3 separate regions of the Mus musculus genome follow, and regions 1 and 3 are each linked to region 2. The links are chromatin contacts, called in public HiChIP or PLAC-seq maps. All regions are on one chromosome and are shown on one strand. Each heading gives the region's core, a stretch centred on a gene start, on an enhancer-like site or on the middle of the called end of the contact. The rest is flanking DNA. Distances are from core to core; before and after follow the strand shown. Region 1 holds the start of Dyrk4 (dual-specificity tyrosine-(Y)-phosphorylation regulated kinase 4). Region 2 holds the start of Plekhg6 (pleckstrin homology domain containing, family G (with RhoGef domain) member 6). Region 3 holds the start of Tigar (Trp53 induced glycolysis regulatory phosphatase).

Region 1 (5,004 bases), core at 1,314-3,813, 1.5 Mb after region 2:
CAGTGAGTTTCATAGGAAATGAAATAAAATGACCTAATAAATTACATTATTTTCAAATAAATTAATTTTAGTTAGTTGAGATTAATTACATTTTAAAAATAAAATTACTTTAAAAATTACATTTTATTACAGGAATGATTGAAGACAATACACTTAGCTTATTGCTGCAGGGATGAGCATTTGCAAAATGAATCTAAAATGTAGATTCGCACACATTCATGTACAGGGTAGAAGCTCCTGCCCTCCCAAGCCACTCTCTCCTCCTGGATTTAGCAGCACTTTCCAAGAGGAATTCACGTTGTCATGACTTTAGTGTCACTTAGTTATCCCAGAAAGCTGCTTAAGTTTTTGTCTCACCTTGATCCTGAGTCTCGTGGAGCTAGGGGTGGTGAGCTGCCTTTTATTATTTTCAATTCCTTGCAAGGCTGAGCGTGGTGATGGGTCTCTAGTGAAACCTCTGTGTACATTTGCTGGAAGAGGAGAGAGCTGAGAGAACTTAGATGAATTCACCAAAGAAGTCAGGGCATCAACCGAGCCCTGACGACTGTGCTCAGGGTGAAGGATGACAGATAAGGAAATGGACTCCTTGTTCTCAAGAAGTCTGGAATCGGGGAGCCTCAGAGGTGTCAGCATTACTGTTACTAAAATTGTGTTGTGTGGCATTTTAAACGTGTGCATTTGTACCTAAAGGACACTCACGTCCAAAAGGAAAATATGTCTCTTGAGGTTACCTCGTGCGACTTCGTTATTCTTACTTGCAGTCTGCGGTGGCTTGATCTTTATGTCCTCAGGATTGTCCTCGGGATAGATGTGGTGGTAGCATTTAGAGTTAACCTGTTTAATGTACTTGAGACAAGGCCAATTCAACTCCTCAGCCCTTCTACGTGAGTCCCTGAACCCTTCATGATCCAGTGACCTAATCATAAGGGCTGGAGGTTTGCGAACCCTTACACCTACGCCCTCACCTAGCACAGCGGCTTTGGGTCTGATGCGTACCTATCAGTGCTGGAGTGGTCCTGAGACAGAGACAGTTTTCCCCGATAGCCCACTTTATACTCAGATCTTAATTTACACTTGGTGGGTGCTTATCGGAGGGTAATGATATTACACAAGATATTCCCTCCCACTGTTCCTTGCTATCCTCAGAAAAGCACAGAGAGCGGATCTATTCTCCTTTCTGTTCAAGATTTCTTTAATTTATACAACATAGAAAATCTTGGTTTTCTCTCCTACACCTGCTTCACCCCAGGCACCCTGTGGGGCTTTGCCCACCTTTCCTTCCATGATAGAGCATCCATCCCACATTGTCCTTATTTTATGGAATCTCTCCTAAAGTGGCTACTGTTTCCAGGAATATAGTGTTCTTACCATCCCTAGGTAGTGTATTTATTACATCCCTGCTGATCCTGGTGGCTTGATGAATATAGCCTATACTAGCCTTTTCTTCTTTTTAGATGAGTGCTAGGGTCAGCTAAAATCATAATTCACTGCCTCGGGATCTTGCACATTTGAGAAGTAGGCATTTTAGCTCAGGTGTAAACAATTTGGAGTTGGTGAGGGCAAAGTCAGAGAAGTGGTTGCCATATTGCCAGACGTGACTTCAGGTTCCCATCTTCTCCTGGGTATTGAAAGTTTAAATCCCAGAATCAGTAAGGCATGGCCCAGAATCTCACTCTGTAGCCCAAGCTGGCCGGACATTTGCTGTGTTGCAATGTTGACCAGGCTGGCCTCAAACTTAAAGGTCTCTTGACTCAGAGATTACAGGAGTAGGCCATGTTCGAAGATTCCTTAGAATTCGACCATCCCCATCTCATCCCTCAGGCAAAAAACAAAGGACATTCTCATGAGATGTTTCCCAGTTTTCAATCTTTATCCAAAGTGTGAGTTAAGACTGGGGAAGCTGGTGTTTTTTAAAATCATGTCTGAAAGAACAATGTTTCCTAAGTCCCAGCAGGCCTGGATATTTCAGACAGTGAACGCTCAGAGGGTGTGGAGCCACCACCTTAAGTAAACTATGTTGCTAAGTACTGGGGTTTTTCCTGCAGTGCAAACAAGTGAGGGAAGTTGATCTGGGCTTGTGATCCATACGGTCCTTGGTACACTCTGTGTCAAAGGACTGGGGTGTGTGTCTGTGTGTATGTCTGTGTCTTTGTGCTGTGTGTGAAAGAGACAACGATACCACGTGCAGAGACGGTGTGAAAAAGAATCTGCTCCATGCCCCAAGTTGCTAGAGTCAGGACCATTCCCCGCCCCCATTCTGGCACTCAGCGGGAGTCCCTAACACAGTGTTCCTTTAGTAGGAGTCAGGATGCAGGCGAGCCGCAGCTGGCAAGAGCTAAACCTCTTCTCCTTCGCGCACCCGGCCCAGCCCTCGCTCTTACTTCCCTTCTCCCTTTCCACTTGCCCCTTGAGGACCCAGCCCTAGTTGGCTCAGGGTTTGCGCCCATCGCAAGCCTCTTCTCTTAGGCGCTTACTCTGTCCGGGTGAGGGCAGGAAGTCGGAGGAGCTGCATCCGGCTGTCACAGACAGGGATCCCTGCAGAGGTTTAGGAGGAACCCTCAACCAGGCGCAGAGGGGCCACACCCTCCTAGCGTTGCTGTAGAAACCGCTCAGGCCCTTTTTGTGACTCTGAGCTGAATAGGCTTACCCCACTTAAGGCCCAAACCATCTTTCGCATAGGCCAAAAGAATACATCTCTCCCCAACCTCGTTTTCTCTCTCCAATTCATGGATCACCCAAGGTATGAGTGAAATCCCAGGACCCTGAGATTAAAGTTGGCTGGACAGGCCAGACTGGAAAATTTCTAAGATCTTTCAAAAACAGTATGTGGAAGTAGATAAAAGCCCTGGATAGAATTTTCTTATAAGATGTACACTTCGACTGTACTAAGTTTCAGAAAGAACCACATGGAACTGTGACAGTGGCATGTCCTGATGGGCTCTGATACCAGGAAGGGACTCACTGAAAAGAAGCAGAGTTGAGTTTAGCGTTCAAGTCCTTAGACATTTAGCTGAGTACCCGAGGCAGCTGTGACGGGCAGACTGCGGTGTTTATGTGGTTCCCCAGGAAGCTGTTCATTCTGACTTAATGTTTGAGACAAGTTTCACTACATAGCCCTGGTTGGCCTGGAACTGTGTAGACCAAGCTGGCCTTGAGCTGGTAGGGAAGCATCGTCCTCTACTAGGATTAAAGGTGTGTGTCACCATAGCCTGTTCATGCTTTTATTTTGGGAATGCAGTGTCAGTAACGTCTTGAATGGATACACAACGGGGTGAGGAGTAGCAGCGAGGACCAGTCCATCAGAACACAGATAGACCAAAGCACAGGCATGATACGGTGGCGAGTGTAACATGAGAGAGCTACAGTGAGTCAAGGAGTAATCTGCTCTTTGGGTATGATGATTGGGGTAGGTAAGACCAAGCGAGGAAGAGGTGCGACCGCGGCCAGCAACTGATGGTTATTAACCCTTGTAGCTAGGCCGGTTTTAACACACTTTGAAGTTTTTATTTAGTGTGTCTGAGTATGTATTACATATGTACATGCACCACTGGAGTGCAGGTGCCCGTGGAGTCTAGAAGAGGGTGTTAGATCTGCTGAAGTGGAGATTCAGGCAGTTTTAAGCCACCTGATATGGGTGCTGGAAAACAAACCTGCGTTCTGTGCAAGAGCCGCAAGCGCCTTTAAGCACTGAGCCATCTCTCTCCAGCTTCTGAGGGACCTTATGACTACAAAGAAATAATGCGAATCATAATAAAACCCAAGTCCCTCCAGTGAGTATTATATATTTATAACAATGGTTATTGCTCAAAGCATACAAATTAACTCAAAACCAGGTAACTAGGTGGGTGTCACAGCACCCACCACCACTAGGGAGGCCGTGGCAGAAGGAAGGATGGTAGGTTCAAGGACAGCCTGGGCTACATAGGAAGCCCTGTCTCAAAAATCAGAACCAAAATCACGCAGATTGCTAACTGAAGATTGGGATTTTAAGGACGGTGGAGCAGGTAAGGTGGAGAATACAGTGTAAGCATATATATGAGTAAGAAGATGTACAAAAGCAATGGTCACTTAAATCAAAGCTGCTTGTCCTCACGGTAACACAGATGTCTCATAGCTGAGAACTAGGCGAGGCATGCACATTTTACAGTAAACATTAGACTTTATTAAAGTAATCAGAAACAAGTTGATTTCTTACTATAAAAATAATTGCTTTTACTGACAGTAAACCAGAGCTTCCTGAGACGATGCATCAGCTGTGACAGGGGCGTGGAGGTGACAGCTTTCAACCTTGGGCTTCATCTCAATGATGAAGACACTCCTCCCCCTGCTTATTTTGACCACAGAAGACTCATTTTAGCAACACGTACACATGCAGGTACATACATGGTATCAATGAGCATAGCTTACATCTTTTCATGTTTATTAAAGGTTTTGAAAAGTTCATACAGCGTCATGAGATTCTATCTGCTGTACACTAACCACCTGTCCCATGTAGGAACACATGCTGCAGTAGAGTCAACATGTTAATATGTACAAAAGCAGAATTCTTACTAAAAAGACCTAGACAAAGAGAGTAAGCTTGGAATAAACCTGAAGAAATGTAGTATGGGAAAGATTTCAGCAATGCCTCCTGAAGGACCCAGGATGCTCCCATGCCAGAGCTGGGAGACATGTGATTACAGACGTGCCGCAGAGCCCGAGTGACAGTGGCTTATAAACACAAGAAAACACAACACACTCTTCAGGAGTGCCACAAGGAGAGGTCCCAGAACCCTTTGCTGAAGGACAGAAAGGCTTTGATGAGACCAGAATCACACACAGACATGGTCCTTCATGTGACCCATTAAAGGTTCTCTTATGTGGAAGCTGAATATGACAACCCTGCTTGCAGTCCCAAGGGTCCCAGCAGTCCTTTCCTGCTACCGCACTTGGCTGCTTGTGGCACTTGGATGCAAGCGCTTAACTGGCGCTAATCGGGAGAGGCCCAGACGCAGGCTCTGACTC
Region 2 (4,470 bases), core at 809-3,308:
CCCACTGCGCTGGGAATTCAGAAATGCCTCCCAATCCCTCCTCTGAGCTCCCCGCCTCCCCCACTGTTGTCTGAGGCTGGGTGTGAAGCGCTGGCATCCTGGCCGGGCACTGACCCTCCTTCCCAGTAACCCCGGAAAGCGGAGGAGGTTAAGGGACAAGAATAGAGCAGCCTGTGAAAAAGGGGACAGACTTCAAAACCTTGGTGTCATCCCTCCTGCCCCACCCAGGTCACCTTTGGGGCACAGGCGCACTCACCACTCCAGGACCTCCTCTGGGAAATAGATTCCCAGCAGTGCTGTGGGCAGAGGTCTGATGACGGCCCCCGTAAGTCTCAATTCGGGAAGCTACCAGGCCTTGGAGGGGGCCCTCATTTGGAGGACCAAAGGCTTGCATTGTTTCTCTCCTGAGTTACCCCCAGAGGATCATAGCACCAATGTCCAGGAGAAAGGGGGGTATCCCCTTTTCTGCAAGATAGAAAGCCCAGGCTGGATTAGTGATGAACGAACGTCTCCACAGGTTGGAGAGCAAGGAAAGACAAGAGGACAGAGTGGGGAAGAAGAGGGCCAGATGGTGGGGGGTGTGTGCTATCTATAAGCTAGTAGGGGGAGGGCAGGGCCAGGTGCATGCTGGGTAGGAACATCTGCTTTATACTTAGGATACATTCACACTTCAGCCTCAGAGGATGCTGTAGTCTCAAGAGCAGCTGGGAGCAAGGGTCACAGAAATCTCTAGCACTCTAGATAGCCCCAGGTAGAAGGCGGTCTCTTGTACCTAGATGTCTCCTTTCCTGTATTACCTTTGTCAACACTGCACAAACACCATGAACTGGGACAGGTAAAGCTGACTAGAGACAGACAAGTGGGTTTCTCATGTTGGAACAGACTATGGGTTAAGAACGGCTTTTATTTTATTTTCTGATTTGAGATAGGAGGACCTCTTAATATAGCCCAGGCTGACACACAGTGTAACCCAGTCTAGGCTACCTTCCAACTCTGCATCCCCCTGCCTCAGTTTCTAGAGTGCTATGATCACAGATGTATTCTATCATGCTTTGCAACGTTTACATTTTTAAATAATGGGGGGGGGCAAAAAAGGAAAAATAATATTTGGGGAAAGAGAACAATACACCCAGTTCACACTCCATGAGTTACAGCTAGTTTTATCACGGTTCAGCCAGCCAGCCACCCTTACTGGTCGGCTGGCCATCCTTGGCTGCTTTTCAGTTAGTCGCAACTGAGACTCAATAGACAAGAGACTCTACAATATAGCTTTTCTGTCCCTTTACTGAGAAGTCTGTACATGCCTTACCTGGAAACCCCACACGTCCACGTACAATCTGGCGAAGTCAGGAGAGCTGTCAGACAGGGTCTGGAGGGATGCCCCTAGTTGAGGCAGCCCGCTGGTCTCCCACTAAGCTCCTTTCCTGGCCGCCGAGGGCACCACCAGGGATAGAGCTGGAAGTCAGATGCAGGACTCCACCCCTCCTTTCTAAGCCTGGATGGAAGACCCATCCCTTGCAGTGGGCAGGGCCTGAAGGGAAGAGGCCCTTAATGGGAACTGGACTCAAGAACCCTATACAGGGGTTGGTTTCCCACCAACTGGGCTCTAGAAACCTCCCATTTCTCTCTCCTAGCTTACTCTGACTTACTCGCAGAGGAGATTGTTCATTGTGTCTCCCGCCCCGGGACAACAACAGTCCAGCCCCCGAAGGCAGTCCCCCGCCCCTCCTTCTCCCTCCCCCTTACTATCTCTCCCCACGTCCACCTTTTCTATCTTTTCCCAGGCCCAGCTTTTCTCCCTCCCTCGTACCCAGCCTCCTTCCCTCCTCCTTCTGAGGCCCCGCGACCCTGTCCCAGATCCCCGGTTCCCTGGCCGCCCGGCACTCGCCCTCCCAAGTGCTCACCTGTGAGCGCAGGTGTCCGAGCTTCCGCTGTCCTTGACGTCCGCTGGATACTGTGGAAATCTGGGTCGTTGTCAGCTTCCTTGGCGATGGCAGCCCCACTGTCCCAGCCTGGGACTAGGACCGAGCGGCCCGCGGGACCAGGCAGCACGGGGCCGGGAAGGGAGGTGAAGGTGGAGGCAGAGGGGCGGGACGTGGGCTGGCACCTCCCCCTCCCTGCGGGCCTTGCAGCGTCGCGGTCCTGGTCACCCGGACAGAGAGGGTAGGGAGCCGGACTCTCCGTACACCAACCCCAGACCAGGAGTGCTCACTTCTCGGTGCGCACCTTTCCCTTTCTTTTGCACCTGAACTAACCAGCAATCTGTCACCTGGTCGGGGCCAGGGGCTGGAACCTTGTGCCACCCGCAGGCCACCAGCGTGTCCTCCCTTCCCGGCCAGACCCCTGCCAGGCGCCAGGGTAATGAGGGATAAATGAAAGGTTGGGCGCCGCTATGCGGAGGCGGTGAGGTAATGACCAAGCGACCTGTGGCAGGTACACATCCCTTGTTTGCACCAGGCCCCTCTTGCCTGTCCTAGACCGTTACCCTGAAAGGGAGCCAGCCTAGCATCAGGAAGGGCGGAGGCCCAAGGATTCTCAGCCCCATGGCTGTCCTCTGGCCATGGAGTCCAAAGTGTAGCCCTTATCTCCAGTGAACCTGCTGGCCTGCCCTGGCAACAGGGAGGAAGGTTCTGTGGACTTTGTGTCTTATTGAGGGAGGCATCAGGGGCCAAGCTTAGACCATACCCAACACTACTCTCATTACTTAAGCCTGGAGGGAGGGGGCATACCAGGGGAGGGTACCCTCCCACCGGACTGCACTTGGGCCAGTGTGGCCTTCCCAAGGGCTACACAGACTGAACAGTTTCTCCGAAGTGGTACAGCACTGGCTGGGCGTGATGTGAAAGGCATCCCCGCCCCCCCGCCCCCACATTCCCAAGTCCTGTCGTCTGGTCTGAGGGAAGAACTGAGAGTTATATCATCCCATGGATGTGTGATCCAGAGGTGGAAGTCTCGGTGGGGGGGGGGGGGAGGGGGCGGGGAGATGGGCAGGTCTGAGGTCCACTTTGGGATCTTCCTTCCGCCAATGGACTAGACTGGGTCTGGTGCAACCTCTTACCACACAAAGCATCCCGAAGTACACAAAACCCTTTCAGAAGTGTCTCCCTGTGTTCAGAGGAAAAACAAAACAAAACAAAACAAAAACAAAACAAAACAAAAACAAAACAAAACAAAACAAAAACACCTCTAATTCTCACCCTCTCCCATGGCTCCTTTCAGCCTGGAGAGGCATCTTTGCCATCGGTTGCTTGAATGTGTGTTCCTGTTCCCAGTCACAGATTTGTCCTTCAGTGTACTTTTTTAGAATATGATGTTGTGAGGTCTCAGTGTTACAGAGGAGCTGTCCTGACCTGTGGTTGCCTCCATCCTGCCTTCTGCCCCCCCAGGTGTGTGTGTAGGGGGGGGAGCGGAGAAGGAGTTGGATGAGAACCATGTTTGTCAAGAATGCAGGTTTTGCCTGTTCCTAGCATTCACACTGTGGGGGGCCAGGAGAAGAGGAAGACATATCCAGGGATGATGAGTAGCCATGAGAGAGAGAGAGAGAGTTAATGAACCAGTTGGTGCTGATTACTGGCCATATTAAATGACACCCCAAAGACACTGGTGCTGAGGACTTCTCCTCCCACTGATTCTCAGACAAAGGTGGAAGGAGGAGAAAGAGGGAAATTGGAATTGAGAAGGTAGGAGAGAAATCCTGGACTTACATGCCCCTGGAGTGAGCTTCTGATGTCTCCCATAGACCCAGGCAGAGTTAACCCTTTCCATTCCCTCAGGGCTGAGGTCCCACCTCCACCTCCCAGTACCCTGGGGCCTGTATCAAGTCTCCCTGGGAGGAGAGGTTCCCAGACAAAGCTAAAGACAGAGGTGTGGCCAGCTGCAGGTGTGTGGGCAGGTGGACTCGCAGGCTCTCTTGGTCCATTCCTTCCTTCTATTCTGGCTCTGTCCAGCTGTCCTCTCTACAACTGCCCCTTCCACCGAGCTCTCCCGTGCTGTGGAGGACAGACTCCTGGGGCGGGCTGAGAAGGAAACACAAGCAGAGGAACTGCGTAGTCTCCTGAAGATGAGGAGTTTGCCAGAGGCTGGGACTCTGCCGGGAGGGGTGGGGAGTCACTGGTCAGGACAGAGGGGACCCCCTGGATACCTCTTTTCCTTTTCTGCTTCCTTAGAAGTTCCTGGTAGCCATAACAAGGATCACACTCCTTGACCCACTGTGCCTCAGTTTCCTCTGTGGGCCAGATGTTCTTCATCAGGCCCCCGCTTGACCCTACAGCTGATAGGTGTCCTAGGATCTGAGATTGGAGAATCGAAAGGCTCTGTCTGGAAAGTAACTTTGGGGCCAGGTGGCACTTGTGGGGTTGGCATAAAGCTCCAAGAGGTGGGAGGGTACAGAAGATGAGCCTGATCCCTAAGTCTGACCCAGTCCACATCTCTGGGGAGAGGCAGGCCACCTATGTCAATGAGGTACTGGAA
Region 3 (4,431 bases), core at 1,401-3,900, 1.7 Mb after region 2:
AGTTCAATACAAACAAGAGACAAGAGGCTTGGAATCCAGCCGGGCAGTGGTGGCGCATGCCTTTAATCCCAGCGGGAGGCAGAGGCCAGCATGGTCTACAGAGTGAGTTCCAGGACAGCCAGGGCTACACAGAGAAACCCCGTCTCAAACAAACAAACAAACAAACAAACAAGCAAACAAACAAACAAACAAAAACTTGGAATCCAGGTGTTCTGGTCCAAAAATGACCACCTCCATTTCAAAATAAGACAAACAAAAACAATGGAGAGATGACTCAGCAACTTGAGCACTGACTGCTCTTCCATAGGACCCAGGTTCAATTCCCAGCACCCACGTGGCAGGCTAACAAATGTCCAGAGCTCCAATTCTAGGAGATCTGACCCCCTCTTCTTGCCTCTGTGGGCACCAGGAACACACATGCTACACAGACATACATGCAAACACCTATACTCATAAAATTAATTGATTACTAGAATATTTAAAACATGACAAATTAGGATACACATAAAATTCCATGAAGGATTTGGTTAGACACAAAAAAAAAAATTGCTTTAAATTTGTCTTGCATTATAGTACAGCCCAATGTAATTAGCCAACTTTCCCATGAGTTGTTAGATTTACCTATGGTGACTACCAGTCAAATGTGAAAGCATGTTTGTTCTTGAACCAACCAGGCTTCTATCTGTCACAAGTCCAACAGAAAGAGGAAACCTGGGATGACCATGCCAGGACAGCAGCTAGCCACAGCCCTGTCTATTTCAACATACTAGTCTTCCTGTGTCTAAAAGAGAATAAAACTTTGAGACAGGATTCCACTATGTTCCTCTGGCTGCTAATGTAGACCAGGCTGGCCTTCAACTCTTCTACCTACTGACTGCTGGGGTTTTAAGTATGCTGCCACAACTGTTGAAGAAACCTATTCTTACTACCCACTAAAATTAGACCAGGTGATATTTCCAAGTGACCTTCGAACACTAGGCTTTAAGATAACCAAGAAGCAGAGAATAGTGGGTTAATTTGCTCTGGTTCAAATACTTGCCCCACAACTTTAAGTTCCCTGGAGTCTGACTCCCCTTACTCTCCAGTGAATCACAGATACTCCATATTCACACAGATATTGCCCGTTAAGAATCTAAGTAGGGGGCGGGCGGTGGTGGCGCACGCCTTTAATCCTAGCACTTGGGAGGCAGAGACAGGCGGATTTCTGAGTTCAAGGCCAGCCTGGACTATAAAGTGAGTTCCAGGACAGCCAAGACTACAGAGAAACCCTGTCTCGAAAAACCAAAAAAAAAAAAAAAAAAAAAATCTAAGTAGGGATCGTTTCCCAGCAGGGTCTACATTGAAAAGAGGACAAGGGGGTTCATGTTCCTTTAGTGCTCCCAATAAAGCGGTATCATCTCCCGGAACATTCTAGAAAGCACAGGGACACAGAAAGACACAGGGAACCAGAGTTCTAATTTAGCCACTAAAATCCCTGAATCCTAAAGGTCCACTTCACATGATGCTGGAGACCATCTTCCTATAAAGAGGAAGCTGGACAGAAAAAGCATGCGTTGAAGAAGGTCGCCACAAGGTTCAAACGCTGTCAGCGTTCCTGTGAGCCCTATGAAGCCGGAAACGGTAATCAGTCCCGCTCCGAGAAGCTGTTCTGATAAGCCCTGACTACACAGGTGAGACTCAGCTGCTTTTTATCTGAGCTTTGCTTACAGAAGAACACGTTATTTAATTCTCGGGCATATTTCTTCCTCTCTGCTCCATGTGCTCCATCCTCTCCATTTGGTTAGATCCAGAGAGATTAGAAAGACTGCTGCCACCAATCTGCTTATCGGAACGCAGGTCAGAAAGATTAAGTCTGTCCTACGAGGCAGCTACTGAATCCCAACGAGGAGCCTGAATCCCAACCAAGCAACGCCTTGAAACTTCCCTCCTCTTACCCACCCTGAATCTGCCTACCATCATCACCAGGCAAACATGTACTGGGAAGGAAAACGATAGGTGACCTAAAGCCAGATTCTGCTCCATGAAATCTGTCATGATAAAAATGTTTGTTCAGGGTGATGCAGTCGACTGAGACGGAGATCTCGAACTCTCTAATTTTTTCCCTCAGAACTGTAGCCTCTGAAGGGAGGTAAATTGCAAAAGTACCCCCGATGCAAGGAGAAAGGGGGAGGGGAGGGTGAGAAAATAAGGCAACCAGCATAGGATAGATGAGGTGTGGCTCAGCAATTCTAAAAACTCTGGAATTTACTAGGGGGCAGAAAAGGTCACACTGAAAAGTCGAGAGGCCGGGTCATGTCTTCTCGCAATGGCTGGGAACCGTGATCGTGTGCTTCTCCACACTTCTTTCCTCGTGGAAAACGCAAGGCTCTTGACATTTAAGACCCGGCTTCCTCACGCAGGGTGTCGCGGATAAAAGATTGGACACGAGAGGATGCAAAGAAAAAGCACATGGAAAGCCCACCCTCCCCGGATTGGAGCACGTAGGGACCAGAAGAGACCCAGGCCAGGAAGCTCCCGGCAACTGCGATACTCACTGGCGGATAACGGTCAAGGCGAAGCGCGGCATTTTGGCACAAGACGCGTGAGCCACGACCCGGCTCTGCAGCAGCACCTCGCTGCGCCTGACTCTGGGACCACTTTGCCTGCACTACTTCCGTCTGCACGGCGGACCGGCCCCGTAGCTATTGGTCGAGGCGGCTGAACGTCACCACAGGGTTGCCAATAAAGGTGGAGCCTGAAACCGGAGAAGCCCCGCCCAGGCCAGTGGCGCTTGCGCTCCTGCGCGCCAACCTGTGATTGGCGCCTGGCAGGTGCGCGCGGCCCCGCCCTGGGTTAACGCCCTGGAGTCTTGCCAGAGCTAGACCGCCGCCTGCACCAGGGACAGATAAGGACTGCTTTGATTGTTTTATGCTGAACTGATTTGAGGAAGGCGTGCAAGGTGTAGTGTGCCTGTAGTGTGCCAAGGCGATGGCTCTCCTCTGGTGGTTACACAGCCAGACTGCATCCTTTGAGGGTTAGCTGTTATCCTTTACCTGGGAAGTGAGGTCAAAGTAGGTATGTAGATCCAAACCAACCTAGTTTCTCTCTCAACTTCTTAACCAAAGACTTTTGTCAGGCCACTTTCTTGCCTTCTGCTTTGCTGAGCCTGGTCCTCCCAAACATTATTACCAAGTATTTTCGCTAATGCTGCTATCATTTATAATTAAGTTACTCTAGAGCTCTCCACTGATACCTGTTGTATTAAGAGTTTAATTCAACCATTTCTTAAAATAATTCCTATTGTAATGAACGTTATCTCTGTTGCACTGATCTAGAGGAAAGTCGTTTCCTTAAAAACAAATGCAGGGACAAAGGTTCTGTATAAAACCCCTCGAGAGGGGTTGGGGAGTTGGCTTAACCCTTTAAGAGCCCAGATTATTTGCTCCTCTGGAGAACCAGGTTCAAAGCCCAGTGCACCCACAGAGGCAATCAAACATCTGTAACTGCAGTTCCAGGAAGACCATTTACTTTCTGCTGACCTCTGGGCTCACGTTATGCACAGACATTCAGGCAGAGCACCTAGACACATAAAATAAAAAGAAATATCAACAAATAAATAGATGTCTTCAAGACTGAGACTGAGCCTCTAGTCCTCAGCCATATAATAGGAACATAGGGACAAAAGGGCTATAGGGGCTGGAGGTCAACAGCCTGTGCCCAGCCAGCCAGGCCTGGCCATCTAGCCTTCCTAAGACAACTGAGAGCCAAATAAATAGTGAGGGAAAAAAAGGAGGAAAAAGAGGTTTATTCAGTGTATCCACTGTTCCTCACCTCAGTCCATTGGTGGGATCCTAAATTTTCTCTGAAATTTTAAATGGAAGCTAAGAGATAGACATGCCTAAGCAGCCCAGCCACCAAGGTGTAGTCGCCCACAGAGGAATGTCTCATCTCTGCCTATCTCTAGCAAGTGATGTTCCTTCCAGAGACTGTTCCCTCCTCTGACTGCCTTCAGGACTTTTTCTCACTCCAGCAAGAGATTCCCGGAGAGATGGAGAGACTCCCAGTCTCTTGGGATCCATTGTTTCAACAGACTCATAGCCAAAGAGAGGGCACAAGAGTCCCTTTTGGCTATATTTATTTTTACCAAGTATGGTGGCACATACCCTTAGCCCCAGCACTCAGGAGTCAGAGGCAAGAAAATCTTCTGAGTTTTAGGTCAGCCTGGTCTACACAGGGAGTTCCAGGCATCAGGGGTTACATTGTTAGCCCCTGTCTGATGATGATGATGATGTGATGATGATAAAACAATATACTGGCTAGTTCTATGTCAATTTGACACAAGCTAATGTTATCTAAAAGAAGTTGTCTTAGTTAGGGTCTTATTGATGTGAAGAGACACTGTGATGGCTATTCTCAGTTGCTAATTTGACTGTGTCTGGAATGAACTTCAGT

Evidence for each region. HiChIP or PLAC-seq counts read pairs in DNA pulled down with a chosen protein or histone mark.
Region 1: a FOXA1 HiChIP or PLAC-seq map of pancreatic cancer cells shows a contact between it and region 2. The contact joins the promoter of Dyrk4 here to the promoter of Plekhg6 in region 2. A contact is called at or near these places in 1 of 39 promoter capture datasets (hippocampal neurons) and 1 of 115 datasets of contacts at active chromatin or transcription factors (pancreatic cancer cells).
Region 3: a contact with region 2 is called in an H3K27ac HiChIP or PLAC-seq map of embryonic stem cells, with 2.5 times the contacts expected there. The contact joins the promoter of Tigar here to the promoter of Plekhg6 in region 2. A contact is called at or near these places in 2 of 39 promoter capture datasets (embryonic stem cells and hippocampal neurons), 1 of 115 datasets of contacts at active chromatin or transcription factors (embryonic stem cells) and 1 of 9 other capture datasets (embryonic stem cells).

Annotation. Positions count from the first base shown.
Region 1 is chr6:126,919,276-126,924,279 of GRCm38.p6, forward strand. Dyrk4 (dual-specificity tyrosine-(Y)-phosphorylation regulated kinase 4) reads right to left here and starts at 2,564. Exons shown (of 15, transcript NM_207210.2): 1 at 2,475-2,564. The coding sequence starts at 2,512. It overlaps Rad51ap1 (RAD51 associated protein 1), which reads right to left. Exons shown (of 9, transcript NM_009013.4): 9 at 4,140-5,004. The coding sequence ends at 4,920.
Region 2 is chr6:125,378,446-125,382,915 of GRCm38.p6, forward strand. Plekhg6 (pleckstrin homology domain containing, family G (with RhoGef domain) member 6) reads right to left here and starts at 2,059. Exons shown (of 17, transcript NM_198604.2): 1 at 1,905-2,059; 2 at 1,310-1,531; 3 at 257-465. The coding sequence starts at 394.
Region 3 is chr6:127,106,902-127,111,332 of GRCm38.p6, forward strand. It overlaps Tigar (Trp53 induced glycolysis regulatory phosphatase), which reads right to left and starts at 2,651. Exons shown (of 6, transcript NM_177003.5): 1 at 2,535-2,651. The coding sequence starts at 2,566.